Regions from separate parts of the Mus musculus genome. Here region 1 is linked to region 2. A link is a contact called in public promoter capture Hi-C data. All regions are on one chromosome and are shown on one strand. Each heading gives the region's core, a stretch centred on a gene start, on an enhancer-like site or on the middle of the called end of the contact. The rest is flanking DNA. Distances are from core to core; before and after follow the strand shown. Region 1 overlaps Por (P450 (cytochrome) oxidoreductase). Region 2 overlaps Hip1 (huntingtin interacting protein 1).

Region 1 (7,347 bases), core at 642-3,141, 260 kb before region 2:
CTAGCCTGAGCTAGTGAGACGACAAAAGGAAAGGGGAACAAAAAAAACCAGGGCCACCGTGCTGGCTAATTTTACTGATCTGACACAAGCTAATGTCATTCATCTGGGAGGCAGGAACCCCAATTAAGAAAATGCCTCCATAAGATCTGGCTGTAGGTAAACCTGTAGCGTGTTTTCTTAATTAGTGACTGACAGGGGAGGCCCCAGTCACTGTGGGTGGGGCCATTCCTGGGCTGGTGATCCTGGGTTCTATAAGAGCTAAGGCTGAGCAAACCGGTAAGCAGCACTCGCCATCCACCCAGAAGGCTGGCCTGGTGACCTTTTGGGCTATCAGTGTGACAGAGACCACACCAGATCCTCCCTAGAGTGTGAGCTCATCAAGCCACAGAACCTATTTTATCACATGTAGTCAAACCTACAGGCTCCATCTTTATGGAAGATGTCACATGTAAGTTACAAAGAGTTTTGAAGTAGTTACGTCTTAAGCTTTATTGTATAGTGAGATTGAGTTAATTATCACCAGGAGGGTTGTCACTGTATCATGCTGTGCTTAGATGTGCCTACAATAAACTATTTGGGGTCCAATTCCCTAAGGTCAAACCAATCCTGGCTACTTAGTTGTGAACTACTTTTCTTGCCTCTTGTAGATCATTACTCTGCTGGCTGTGGTGCTCCTTGACCCTTGTACTCCCCTGTGGCCTCGGCACCTGTAGCTCCTACCTACAGATTCCTCCTCTGTTTGAATTCCTGCCTTGGCTTCTTGGATCTGTGAGCTACATAAGCCCTTTCCCTCCAAGCTCCTGTTGGCCACGGTGCTTCATCACAGCAGTAGAAACCCTAGCCAAGACAGCAAAGAAGTCGACATAGTGGGCTAAAGTGCTTCTATTGCAGTTATCCTGAGCAGGCCACATCTGGAGTGAGCAGGCCACATCTGGAGTGTCAACAGGAAGGCCAGAACCCACTTATTCAGAGAGCAGAAAAATGCAGGTGACCTCAACTGGTGACAGTAGAGGTCCCAGACCAGAGCTTGCAGAGGGGCCTCTTCTAGACACTTCTGGGTCAGACACTGTGTCCCCTGCCCACTCTTCACATCGACAGCTGTCTCTTACATGCCCCTCCCTCCCTCCCTCCCTCCCTCCCCCCACCCCCTCTCTTTCTCTATGTTTTTTTTCAAGACCAAGTTTCTCTTCCTAATAGCTCTAGCTATCCTGAACTCTCTCTGTAGACCAGGCTGGCCTTGAACTTCCATATATCTGCCTGCCTCTGCCTCTGCCTCTCTGCCTCTGTCTCCCTAATGTTAGGATTAAATGCAGGGGCCACCACACCTAGAGCTTTCTCTTTCTCTTTCTCTCTCTCTATCTCTCTCTCTCTCTGAAAAACAGTTTTTAGATTTATTTATTTATTTAGGTATTTATATATATGAGTGTCTTGTTTGCATATGTCTGTGTACCATGTGTGTAACCAGGTACCCTCTGTGAGCCACCATGTGAGTGCTGGGAATGGAACCCAGGCCCTCTGTAAGAGCAGCCAGTGCTCTTAACTGTTGAGCACTCCTTCCAGCCATGCCTTTTTCTTTAAGAAACACATCTGTGTTTCTAGCTTAGTGACCACAGGTGCAAGGCCATCTATATAAAAAGGGTGTCCCTGACTGGAAGAACCAAGACCCCCAGATGCTCCTCCATCTGCTGACGCGCCAAGATAAAGACAGACGGACGTAAGAGCCGCCTGCAGCCTTGACTCCAGGCAGTGCTGCGATTTTAAAGGAGAGCGGATCCCAAAATAAAGGTCACTTGAGGAAATGAGAGTCTTTGCGGCTTTTCTAAACAAGCCCCAGAGGGGCACAATCGGCCAAATCCAGATCATAGGAAACTATGAAACAACGGGCTGGAGTTTCTTTCACACGTGTTTCATGGGTGAGTCAGAAGTGGACAGAAGCCAAGAACTGACATGGAGCCAAGGCTGGGTTTGGGCAAAGATGCCGTTCTCAGATGGGTGGCATGTAAGAGGCAGCTGCAAGGCTGGTGCTGGGGCGCTTCGGGGTGATGGGACATTGCTGACTATGAGACTGACTACCTAATTTTGTGGATGTCAAGACTCATGGGGCTGTCGGGACAACTCAGTGGGTAAAGGCTCTTGCTGCCAAGCCTGGTAACCTGAGTTCAATCCCTGGGATCCATGTGTATAGTTAAAATTAGAACTGGGGGTGCACAACCCAGGGTTCATCCTTAGCACTGAACGAAAAAACGAGAAGAGGGATTTTATTAAATGCAAATTATATCTGAATTTACCCAGTTCTCCTCCACAAAGAGGCATATGTGTATTGATCAATTGCAATAAATGGGTTTCAGATACTGAATTTTTTAAATCTAACTTTTTTTCTGCTTTTATTTATTTATTTATTTATTTATTTATTTTGTATTTTCGAGTCAGGGTTTCTCTGTATAGCCCTGGCTGTCCTGGAACTCACTTTGTAGACCAGGCTGGCCTCGAACTCAAAATCCGCCTGCCTCTGCCTCCTGGGATTAAAGGAGTGCGCCACCACGCCCAGCTCTGATCGACTGATCGGAGCTTCGTCTTTAGATTTTTTTTTTTTAAGTTAGATTTTAGCCGGGTATGATGGTGCACGCCTTTAATCCCAGCACTTGGAAGGCAGAGGTAGGTGGATTTTGAGTTCGAGGCCAGCCTGGTCTACAAAGTGAGCTCCAGCACAGCCAGGGCTATACAGAGAAATCCTGTCTCAAAAAAAAAAAAAAAAGAAAGAAAGAAAAGAAAAGAACAAATGCCACCTGGGAAGGGCAGTTGTGAGGGTAGAAGTAATTGTGTGATATGTAAAAGTGGAGCGAGTGAGTAAGCAAGCAGAGTGACCTCTCCCAAAGCTAGTGAGACAACTCTGTGGGCGACGACGGCGCTTGCCCCTGAACCCCATGAGTAAATCAAGTTCAATCTCTGAACCCCATGGGTGACACAAGTTCAATCCCTGGAACCCATGGGTGACTCAAGTTCCATCCCTGGAACCCACGCAGTGAAAGGAAAGAGCTGATTCCTGGGAGCTGTCCTCTGAGCTCTTGGCGATCAGGGTCAGAGAGCTGCATGGCCAGGCCTGGCTTTCTGTCACAGGTGCTGGGGACTCTATCTGGGGTTCCATGGCCGCACATCAGACACTTGAGCCCGCCACCCTCAAACTCTTACTCTGGCTCAGTTGGCCATGCTTGGCTTGTTTTCTTTTCATTGGAATTTATACCCCTACCCCCCCCCACACACACACACACACAAAGATTATCTTTTCTCCAGCCATAAGCTATCCCTACTGTTTCTGATGGTGTCAGAGTCTCTGAAATCTGGGTTTTCCGCAATCCACAGCAATAACAAGCTATAGCCAATGTTCCGGCGAATCTCCAGACTCTCAGACCCTCCTCACCTGCTCCAGCCTGCACGCATCCTATCCTAGCTCCCCCAGGTATCCAAAGACAACCCCAGAAGCCCTCTCCTGGGACAGTGTCTCCTCTCAGGGGACATCCTGGAATGGCTCCTCCAGCCTCCTCCCTGCCCTTGCCCTCCCTCTGCCTTCCCAATTGCCTGGCTGTCGCCATTGTGAAATCAGAGTTGGTCATTTTGCTGCTCCCATAGCCCTCTGGTGTCAGGTCCCAACTTGTCCCTTCTAACTGCACGTCCCACACTCCCCTGCCACTCCCCAAATAAGCCTGTCACCCCAGCACCTCCTCCACCTGTGACTATGGACAGCATCATTCATTGCTGCCCAAATCCTGTTCTGCATCTGAAGCTACCAGTCATGTTGCAAACCTTTCTAGAACCTTCCTCATCCCCAGTCTGAATGGATCCCCACCCTAGGTTCCCTAACTCTGTACCTCTGACCACAGTACAGTGCATCCCAGAGGATCTGTGGACAGGGCTGGGCTTGCTCTGTTCCGAGGCTTTGGCACAGCTGTTTGTAAGTGTGTGCCAAGATTTTCAAAGCACCCCTGATCTCCACGTTCTCCCTGTATCAGAGAGACCTGGGATATGCTACCCACTCCATTCACTTGTAGGGCACCGCTCTCAGCAGGAATTCTGCTCAAGAGAGAAGTTCAAGGCAAAGTCCAGGGCACTATGTCCTCTCTGAGGCCCAGGAGGGTTTCCTGACACAATGATGCTGGCCTGGCCCAGGAGATAGGTACTTCAGGCTCTGGGTGCGGCCTGCAGAAGGTCCCCTTTACTGGCCACACATGGCCAGGGGCAGCAGGGATAGTGTCCAGGCTCAGATGTTCAGAACGCCACATCTCCATGGCAAGAGCCGCACAGGCTTGCACTCCCAAGAGAGTCACCTGGGTACTCAGGGGCACCTCCTGACTTGTTTTATCTCTCTCAGGACTCACAGTGCTTTCTGGCCACACTGCAGCTGGCTTGCTATTTTGGCTTGCATAAATCCATCCCCTTGGGGTCAGAGATGTAACTCAATTCGAGAGAGCATTTGCCTGGTATGCACGAAGCCCTCCCGGCTCCCCCTCGTTTGATGCTAAGCATCACATACTCCGGTGAGGTGGTGCACACCTGCAATAGCAGCAGGTGGGCGGCGGCAAAAGGATCAGAATCCAATAGAGCAAGTCAGAGGTTGGCCTGGCTATGGGAGACTTGCTCTCAGAAGATAATCCAATCAGAGTGATGACTTGGTGAGTAAAACTGCCTGCCAATAAGCCAAATGGCCTGAGCTGGATCCCTTCGACCCCCAAGGTGTAAGAGAACTGGCTCCTGCTCACTGGCCTCCAGCTTCTCCAGGTACACCATGGCATACATCTATGTGCGTATGTACATGTATGTATCTTTGTACCCACATGTACACACACACACACACACACAACCCGATGGTTTCATGCTCCACAGCCTGCAGCCCCGTATCAAGGCCTTCAAAGAGAGTTCATTTCTAGAAGTCACCAGGAGCCATGATAAGAATGCATGATTTGGGCTGGGGGACTGAGAGGGGTGGTGCACATCTTTAATCCCAGCACTTGGGAGGCAGGGACAGGCAGAGCTCTGTGAGTTTAAGGCCACTGAGGCCAGCCTGGTCTAAAGAGCAAGTTCCAAAACACCCAAATCCTGTCTTGAAAAACCATAAGCAAACAAATCAACAACTTAAAAAAGTATAATAGACCGGCTGGCATGTGCCTTTGACCCCAGAAGTGAGGAGAGAGAGAGAATTACTGTGAGTTTGAGGCCAGCCTGGGCTACACCAGGAGACCCTGTCTTAAAAAAATTAAAAAAAAATTAAAAATTAAAATTAAAATTAAAAAAAGCAGCAGCAACAACAAAAAAACCGCAAAACAACAAAAATACGTGTTCAGTGTATTTTAACAAATCTAATAAACTCACTCACTCTGCTATTCACAAATCAAAACAAATGTAAAAAGCCAAGCTAAGAACCAGCTAACCATATTTGCCTCAGTTTCCCAAGTGCTGGGATTAATGGCAAATGCCACCTTGCCCAGCGACCTTGAATTGTTTAATCTTCCTTCCCCCATCTCTCCTGTGTTGGGGTTACTGGTGTGTGCCATCAAGGCTGGCCAACCTTTTTGAGACAGGGTCTTGCTGAAGTTGCCTAGGTTGGCCTTGAGCCTGCTCTGTAACTGAGGCTAAAACCTGGAAAAGGTCGGTGGTTCTGCACCTCATATGCTTGTGGGGGGATCAGGGGCGACCTCCATTTCATACATGGTAGAATAAGGTCAACTTGGAGGGTGGGGCCAGGCTACTGGTCCCTTTAGCTCCAGGTGGGCAGATATCACCACAAATAGTGTCCCCACCCCAGGAACGTACCCAGGTCCAGCCCCAGCCGGAGAGGCTGGATTCCAGCTCTCTGTCCTCCTTAATTCCCAGCAGCCTAGGGGTGGCTCTACCCTCAGGACTGTTTCCTAGTCTTACCCTAAAGATCCAGTCAGCAGGCTGGGTTCCTGCAACAGCCTCAGGGAGGAGAGAAACAGGTGTCTGTCCAGCCCAGATCAGAGCTGCAGTCTAGAGGCCCTGCTTAGACAAGGCACACTGAAGTTTCTCATCATCTGCTTCTACAAAGCACATTATATCACTCTCGCTTCTCGGCTGCTTCTTGCTATTTTTTTTTTTGTTTGTTTGTTTGTTTGTTTGTTTTTTGGTTTTTTTGTTTTGTTTTGTTTTGTTTTTCGAGACAGGGTTTCTCTGTGTAGCTCTGGCTGTCCTGGAACTCACTTTGTAGACGAGGCTGGCCTCGAACTCAGAAATCCGCCTTCCTCTGCCTCCCGAGTGCTGGGATTAGAGGTGTGCACCACCACGCCCAGCTCTGCTTCTTGCTTTTATAGTCCAGGCTAGACTCCAGCCTAGCCTCAAACTTGCTATATAGCTGAGACTCTCAACTCCTGATCCTTCTGCACCTACCTCCCAAGTTCTGGGATTACAGATGTGTTCCAGTCTTTTTACTTTTTATTTAAAAATTACATTTATATGTGTGTGTGTGTGTGTGTGCACTCTGTGAATGTATGAGTGATGAGAGGGAGGGAGGGAGAGAGAGAGAGACAGAGAATGGTGCCCCAGCAACAGTGTACTAGCAGAGGTCAGAGGACAAACTGCAGGAGCCTGCTCTCTCCTTCTACCATGTGGGTCCCAGGAATCAAACTCAGGTTGCCAGCCTTGGTGGCAAGCTTTACCCACTGGGCTGTTTTCCTGACCCTATTTTTTATTTCTAAGACAAAGTCTCTGAGTTGTACAGGCACCCCTCAGCTTGCCTCAGTCTCCCCAGTGGTGGGGATAGGCCTGAGCTTCCAGCTTGGCCACCATGTTCACCTTACAAGTCTGGAGCCAGTGATGTCGCGAGAGTGGGTGATGAAGTAGGGAGGCAGCTCCCGGTCCCACAGCCTTGCCCAGAGGGTAGGGGCAGCTTGGAGCCTGGGACCAGGTCACGGCTCACCTTCTCTTCAGTAGGACACATTTTCCCCACAAGCACTGCCCTCTTCCTCCCCCACCCCCCCAGCCACAAAGCATCCTGACCAGCTGGATTCCGACTCGCTCACCCTTCCTAGGTCCCTAGCCCCCGGTGTGACCCAACCTGTAGGACAGGGTCCAAGCTGCTATACGAGGGAGGTCCTGGAATGTGTTCCTCTGTCTAGTTCTGCTAGTTTTTAGCCACCTGGGCCTGTCACTGCCTAAGGGGAGACAGAAGGGGCAGAAGGTGACTATCCAGGCAGACAATGCACAGGAAAGCATTCCAAAATACCTATCTACAAACTACTTCCAGAACTCTCTCTGACACAGGGTTGGTTTCTCTGTGTGGCCCTGGCTGTCGTTGAACTCACTCTGTAGACCAGGCTGGCTTGGAATTCACAGAGATCT
Region 2 (6,651 bases), core at 2,884-5,383:
CTTGGATTTTAGTCTTTATGGGAGAAAGACAATTGCTAAGTATATACAGTGTTGTTACCTGAGTGTGGTAGTGTACATTTCTACCCCTGGCCTTGGGAGGCTGATGTAGAAGGCTAGGCTGGACGGCATCGTGTATCCTAGTACAGCCTGAGCTACGTAAGACCTGTTTCTAAACCAGAGCCGAGAGGGGTGTTATACAAAAAAATGGTAAAATGTTGTCTTTAAGTCTTTTAAAGTGACATTTATTCATGTATGCAGAGGTGGATCATGCACATGCCTAGGCGTGCATGTGGACTTCAGAAGACCATATGCCGATGTCTCCTGTGTGGGTTCTGGGGATTGGACCCAGGTTGCCAGGCTGTGCAATGAGCACCTTTTCCTGCAGATCCATCTTGCCAGCCTCAGAATGTTGTGTTTGCAGTATGGGCGGATATAGGAGTATGTGTGATGTAGGATGGGATATGAGGCTATTATCTAGGCAAAGTGGTCTCAATGGAACATCTGCCCCAGACACATAGAGGTGACTGATATCCTGAGGGCTCTGGGTGACTCAGATCTGCCCCCATCCCCCTTCTTTTGCCACATGATGTTAGCATTTCCTAGCATGGTTTTGAACTCACTCTGTAGTCCTGGTGGGCCTTGAACCATCTTCCTGCTTCAACTTCTTCCAGTGGCTGGGATTACAGGCCAGCACCTCCAGGCCTGGTCACATCAGAGCTTGCTTTTAAAAGCACAGTATGAGCCACACATGGGGGGGGGGGGGCACATACCTGTTAATCCTAGCACTGAGAAGACTGGAGCTGGAGATATGTCAGTTCCAGACCACTCTGAACTGGTGAGATCCTGTCTCAAAACGGCGGGGAGTGGGGTCAAGGATAAGCTCCGTTGGTGGACTGCTAGTCTAGCATGTGTGAGGGCTGTGGGTTCCATCCCTGGCACCACATAAACTGGGCCTGGTGCTGCAGACCTGTAATCCCAACCTTCAGAAGGTGGAGGCAGAAAAGTCAGAAGTTCAAGGTCATCCTCTGCTACGTAGTGATTTTAAGGCCCTCCTGGGATAAATGTTGACACGCAGACCTGCCTGGTGCCGGAGAGTCCTGAAAGGCTGTGTTGGTTATAGAAGCTGATCTATAGCCAAGACCCATGGTCAGGTCATCTCCACACTGGTGCCTATTGCCAGGACGATATCAGGCACACTGGCAACACTGAATGAACTCTTTTGATGTAACCCTCCCTTGCCCCACCCCCACCCCATCCCACGCCCACTCCCAGCTACAGGAGAGGATATGGGGTAACATTTAGGTTCCGGGCGGGGATGGTAGGAGGCCTTACACTTCCCCCAGGGAACTTATGACAGTATTTTCATTTTACGTTTACTCTGTGTGTGTGTGGCGGGACTGAAGTACGAGGGTACATGTGTGACAGTCACACATTCCTTTTTCAGAGTAATTGCTCTCCTACCATGCAGGTTCTAGGGGATTATTGGCAAGCACGTTTAACCCACAGAGCCGTTTTGCTAGCCTGGTGGTTAATATCTGTCGTCAGTGTGGCAGGGCTCAGAATCACCGGAGACAAGCCCTTGCACCTGTCTGTGAGGGAGTCTCTGGACCGAGTTAAAGTAGATGGGAAAACCCACTCTGAATGTGAGCCACGTCCACCTCTCTCTGCTTCCCAACTGTGGGTGCAGTGTGACCAGACGCCTCACGCTCCTGTTCCCGTGTCTCACCCACGATGATGGGCTGTACCCTCAGACTGTGAGCTATAAACTACCTTTTGTCTCAGGACTGAGCGATGCCACTAAAACAAGGGCTTCTTCCCCAAGCCCAGTGCCAGTCCAGTTCCTCCTCAACTGTGCTGGACCCAGGCCTGGAGGTGGTGAGCCCTTAAGTACAACACTGAAGTAAACACCTCCCAGGCAGCAAGCCCCTGCCTTGCTCGAGAGCCTTCTGTGGGGCCCCAGCACCAGTCACACTGTCCTAATGTCTGATCCTTTCCCCACAGTGGGGGCCTCTTCTAGCTTTAACCAGTTTTTCTCACAGTCAACCGAAGTGATTGACAGGTGAAGTGATCTAGAGTCTGGCATTGATCTGCCTCAGGGAATTTGGGGTCAGTGGTTGGTGATACCTGAGTACAAGATCTATAGGTGGCAACTGTGAGAAGCAAAGCCCACCCGTCACAGGGTTTTAGTTTATTCCTTTGGAGGCAAGGTCCCATGTAGTCCAGGCTGGCCTTGGGTGTGCTAGGGACCTGAGGATGGCTCTGAAGAAGATCAAGGGGTCCTCCTGCCTCTATCTCCAAAGTATTAGGATCACAGAGGAGGCACCACATACCACTCTATCACCCACTTTTGAAGGGGAAGTTTCAGGGTGCTTGGATGTAGCTCAGTTAGTAGAACACTTATCTAGCATGCATGGAGATGGGGTCCCAGCACCATTATAAATCAGTAATGGGGGACACTCAGGAGGTGGAGGCAGGTGGAACAGAAGTTCAGGGTCACTCCTGACTATATACCAAGTTTGAAGCAGGCCAGTCCAAGGTGGATTTATATATGTTTGAGTGCTTCTACAGTGAAAGATTTAAAAAGAAAATTTAGGGAAAAAAAGATTTTTATGTGTATAGATGATTTGTCTGTGTGTCTGTCCGTGTGTCGTGTATGTGCTTGGTACCCAGAGAGACAGAAAAGGCCATCAGGTCCCTTGGATAGTTTAGAGTTACAGATGGTTGTAAGATGCTATGTGGGTGCTGGGAATTGAACCTGGGTCTATTATAAGAACAGCTGGTGTTCTTAACCACTGGGCTCCAAATAAAACATTTCACCTGCATACTCTGGCTCCTGGAAATCTACCCCTTAGAAATAAAAATATCAGTTACTATGAATATGTGGCGCTAGACCTGGTGGTGCATTCCTGTCATCCCATCTGCTCTAGGAGGCTGAGGCAAGTGTGTGTGTGTGTGTGTGTGTGTGTGTGTGTGTGTGTGTCTTACATCAATCTATCTGGGGTAGAGAGTTCATTAGTGAGACTTTGCCTCAAAAATCTAGCAGTAAGCACCTAGCGGTGGTGGTGAACGCCTTTAATCCCTGTGCTCAGAAGGCAGAGGCAGGCGGATCAGTTAAACGTGAAACAAGAGGTTACAGTCCACTTCCATGATGTACAAAATAAGTAAATCTAATAGCAATAGTAGTAGTAATAACAATAACTTTTTTTTTTTTTTGGTTTTTCAAGACAGGGTCTCTCTGTGTAGCCCTGGCTGTCCTGGAACTCACCTTGTAGACCAGGCTGGCCTCGAACTCAGAAATCCGCCTGCCTCTGCCTCCCAAGTGCTGGGATTAAAGGCGTGGGCCACCACGTCCGGCAACAATGACTTTTTAGAAAAACAAACAACAGAGTCTAGGGAAAGAGGCTCAGCAGTTAAAAGCACACAGTGTTCTTGCAGAGTAGCTGAGTTCAGTTCCAGGCGCCCACATCAGGCGGCTCACAACCCTAGCTCCAACACCCCTGGCTTCCTCTGGCACCTCCACTCAAGTGTGTATACCCACAGTCACCTGTGCATACATAACAGTTTAAAAAGATAATAAATCCTTTAAGAATTTTCAACAACAACAAAAGAGCCTAGGTGGTATTATTAGCATTTATGCACACTATTACCGTGTCTATATTAAAATTAACAGAGAGTTGTGACTTTTGAAAACAACAGGAAAGGAATAGTTTCATGTTTTTCTGTGTAATTGAGGAAGGAAAGGGGATTTGCCCTCAAGTTGGAAGTTGGCCAAGAGTGAATGGCAAGTCAGAGAAACCCTGTGGGAGTTTTGTTTATGAAGATCAGGGGACATTTTTGTGGATTGGGCTGTCCCATGCCATCTTCATGGGGGTCCTGGGAAGGGCACTTCTTCATCAGGTCCTGGGACAGCGCATTTACTTGCAGATCCATCTCGCCAGCCCCACGTGGGAAGGGTTTAGAAGTGGCAGAGGGGTGGTTGACTGGGGCTCAGGCTGCAGTGGCCCCCCTGACATCAGCGTCTCTTCCTCTTGCATTCTGAGGAATAATGTTTCCCCGGGGGTAAAGAAGCCTTTCCTTTGTGTGGCCCCTTAATTACCACGCTGTTGTGCCAAGCCAGCGGAGCAGCAGGCGGGTACAGCAGCTGGGCACAGCCAATGCCAGGCAGCAAAGCCTGCTCCCTTGGGACAGCTTGGGACAGCTGGTCTGGGAGTGCTGCCCACCTCTGCGCCCTGTCCCCTAACCTGGGTACTCAAGAGGATCTGGAGCCCCGATGTTCTCTTGGCCCCTGGCAATACCAAGGGTCATTGGAGGAGTGGGGTGTTGGGGAGGCGGGAAGGGGAGGGTCTCAGTAGCTCTCAGAGGCTTATTTATTTCATCCTCTTTCCCCTCCCCCATCTTGTTTTTGCAGACGGTCAGCGTCAATAAGGCCATTAATACGCAGGAAGTGGCCGTGAAAGAGAAACATGCCAGGAATATCCTTTTGGCCTGGCTCCTCCGGAGGCCAACCCTGGAAGGGGGTCAGATGGTGGGAACTGAGGTCAGGAAGAGGCTTCTTGCTCAGCAACAGGAAGAGTAGCCCTTGCCAGGAACAGGAGCCTGCAGATGGAAGCCACTTCTGGTATAGCTACAGACTCAGAGAGCTCTAGTTCCCCCAGCCTGGCAGTGTCCAAGGGTCCTAGGAGGCCAGCAAGCCATGACTTTTCTTTCTTAAGATTTATTTATTTATTTTATGTATGTAAGTATTCTATCTGCATGTACACCTGCATGCCAGAAGAGGGCATCGGATACCAGTATAGATGGTTGTGGTTGCTGGGAATTGAACTCAGGATCTCTGGAAGAGCAGAAAGTACTCCTCTAACCGTTGAGCCATCTCTCCAGCCCTCAGCTCAGGCCTGTTTCATTTATTTATTTAGTTAAATTTATTTTGAGGCAGGGTCTCCTGTAGCCCAGATTGGCCTCCGATTTACTGTGTAGTTGAGGGTAACCTTGAACTCCTGACTCCTGGAATGCTGGGATTTCAGGCATGTACCACAGAGTTGGGATCAAACCTGGGGCTTCATGCATCTGAGGCAAGTTGCTCACCAACTGAGCTACATTTAAATTTTTTATTTGCTTGTTTATTTGATCGTATGTATTATGTGTATGGGTGTTTTGCCCACATACATGTCTGTACATGCTTGCAGTGCACATAGTGGCCAGAAGAGGGCATCAGATCGTCTGGAACTGGAGTTAGGGACAGTGGTTTGCTGGGAACTAAATCAGAGAGAGTCCTTGATGGGCAGCTGTGCTCTTAACCACTGAGCCGGCTCTTCACTTCTTTATTGATGGGGTTTGATGGTGGTTTTGAGACAGGGCTTCACTGTATCCACCAGGTTGGCCCCAAAATTGGGATTCTCCTACCTCGGGATCTTACCGGGATTGTAGGTGTGTGACCCCGTGCCCAGCCTCTAACCTCTCTTTAATAATGTACGAGAAAGCCTCCCCTAGGTCTGGTTGGCAGAACCCACAGTGCAAGAGAAACCCTCAAGGTTGTTCTCCAACATCCACGTGTGAGCCGCAGCTCCCTGACACTCACACAGGCATGGCACGCACGTGAACAGTGACCATAGGCATGGCACACACGTGAACAGTGACCATAAGCAAAACAAAAGTCAAAGAGGATCCAGGTGACGTGGCACACGGCTTTAATCCCAGCCAGGAGGCAGAAGCAGGAGGATCTCTGTGAGTTCAAAGTCAGCCAGGTCTACAGAGTGAGTTCTAGGACAACCAGCCAGGGCTACACAGAGAAAGCCTGTCTTTAAAAAAAAAGTGAAAGAGGAAAGAGGTGTTAAAATGTTGGCATTGGTCCCAAGAGTGAGTCCCAATCCTACATCTGGCTGCGCCAGAGACGATAAGCCAAGACCAACCCTGGTCCAGGGCCACATGTTTAGATTACAGGTGACACATGCCTTTAATCTCAGCCACTGGGAGGAAACAGGATGATTGCTATGAGTTGGAGGCTAACCTAGGATGCAGAGCGAGACTATTTCATTAATACCAAAACCGTGTGGCCCAGATGGTAGAGTGCTTGCCTAACACTACTCTCGGGCATCAAATAAACAAGGTGTGAGCCTGCATGCCTGGCGAGCCAGAAGTCTGGAGGTGGAGATAAAAAGGATCAGAAGTTAACATACTAAATTCTAGGACAACCTAGTTCCTGGGCTGCTTAAATGTTGACCCTGTCTCAAAAAGACAGGGGATGGGGCCAGTAAGATGGCTCAGCAGGTGAAAAGGAGCTTGCTGTGAAGCCCGAAGACCTGAGTTCAATCCTGGAGATCCCACATGGAACTTGACTGCCAACAAAGTGCCCTCTGACTTCCACACGTGAGTGCTCACACATATACAAGCGCGTGCATGGATGCACGCGCACACACACACACACACACTAATACATAAGTAATTTAAAATGTAATTAAAAAGAAAGAATTCTTTTTCAGGGGAAACTGTTATAAAATAGGTAACGAGGTATTTATACCCTCAGCCTCCAAGCTGCTAGGCAAACGTGTAGAACTGTGGGGTCTTAGCCATGAGCTGAGCTCCGCCTCCCCCTTACCCAGCTCCACCCACCAAGCCCTTGTCTTCCTTGACTCCTCCCACCGTGTATTCTGGGCA

What was found. Capture Hi-C pulls out chosen DNA fragments and counts their contacts.
Region 1: a contact with region 2 is called in a promoter capture Hi-C map of adipose tissue. The contact joins two enhancer-like sites.

What each region holds. Positions count from the first base shown.
Region 1 is chr5:135,716,890-135,724,236 of GRCm38.p6, reverse strand. The region is part of intron 2 of Por (P450 (cytochrome) oxidoreductase); the gene reads right to left. Among named protein-coding and RNA genes, the nearest start is that of Mir7034, 15 kb to the left of the region's middle. Within about 2 kb of position 1,891, at least 72 of the 459 cell types and tissues checked have an H3K27ac peak or open chromatin away from gene starts, as enhancers often do. A contact at or near this core is called in adipose tissue, where this site is marked.
Region 2 is chr5:135,458,228-135,464,878 of GRCm38.p6, reverse strand. Hip1 (huntingtin interacting protein 1) reads left to right here. Exons shown (of 31, transcript NM_146001.2): 2 at 4,409-4,472; 3 at 6,637-6,651. Among named protein-coding and RNA genes, the nearest start is that of Pom121, 67 kb to the right of the region's middle. Within about 2 kb of position 4,133, at least 79 of the 459 cell types and tissues checked have an H3K27ac peak or open chromatin away from gene starts, as enhancers often do. A contact at or near this core is called in adipose tissue, where this site is marked.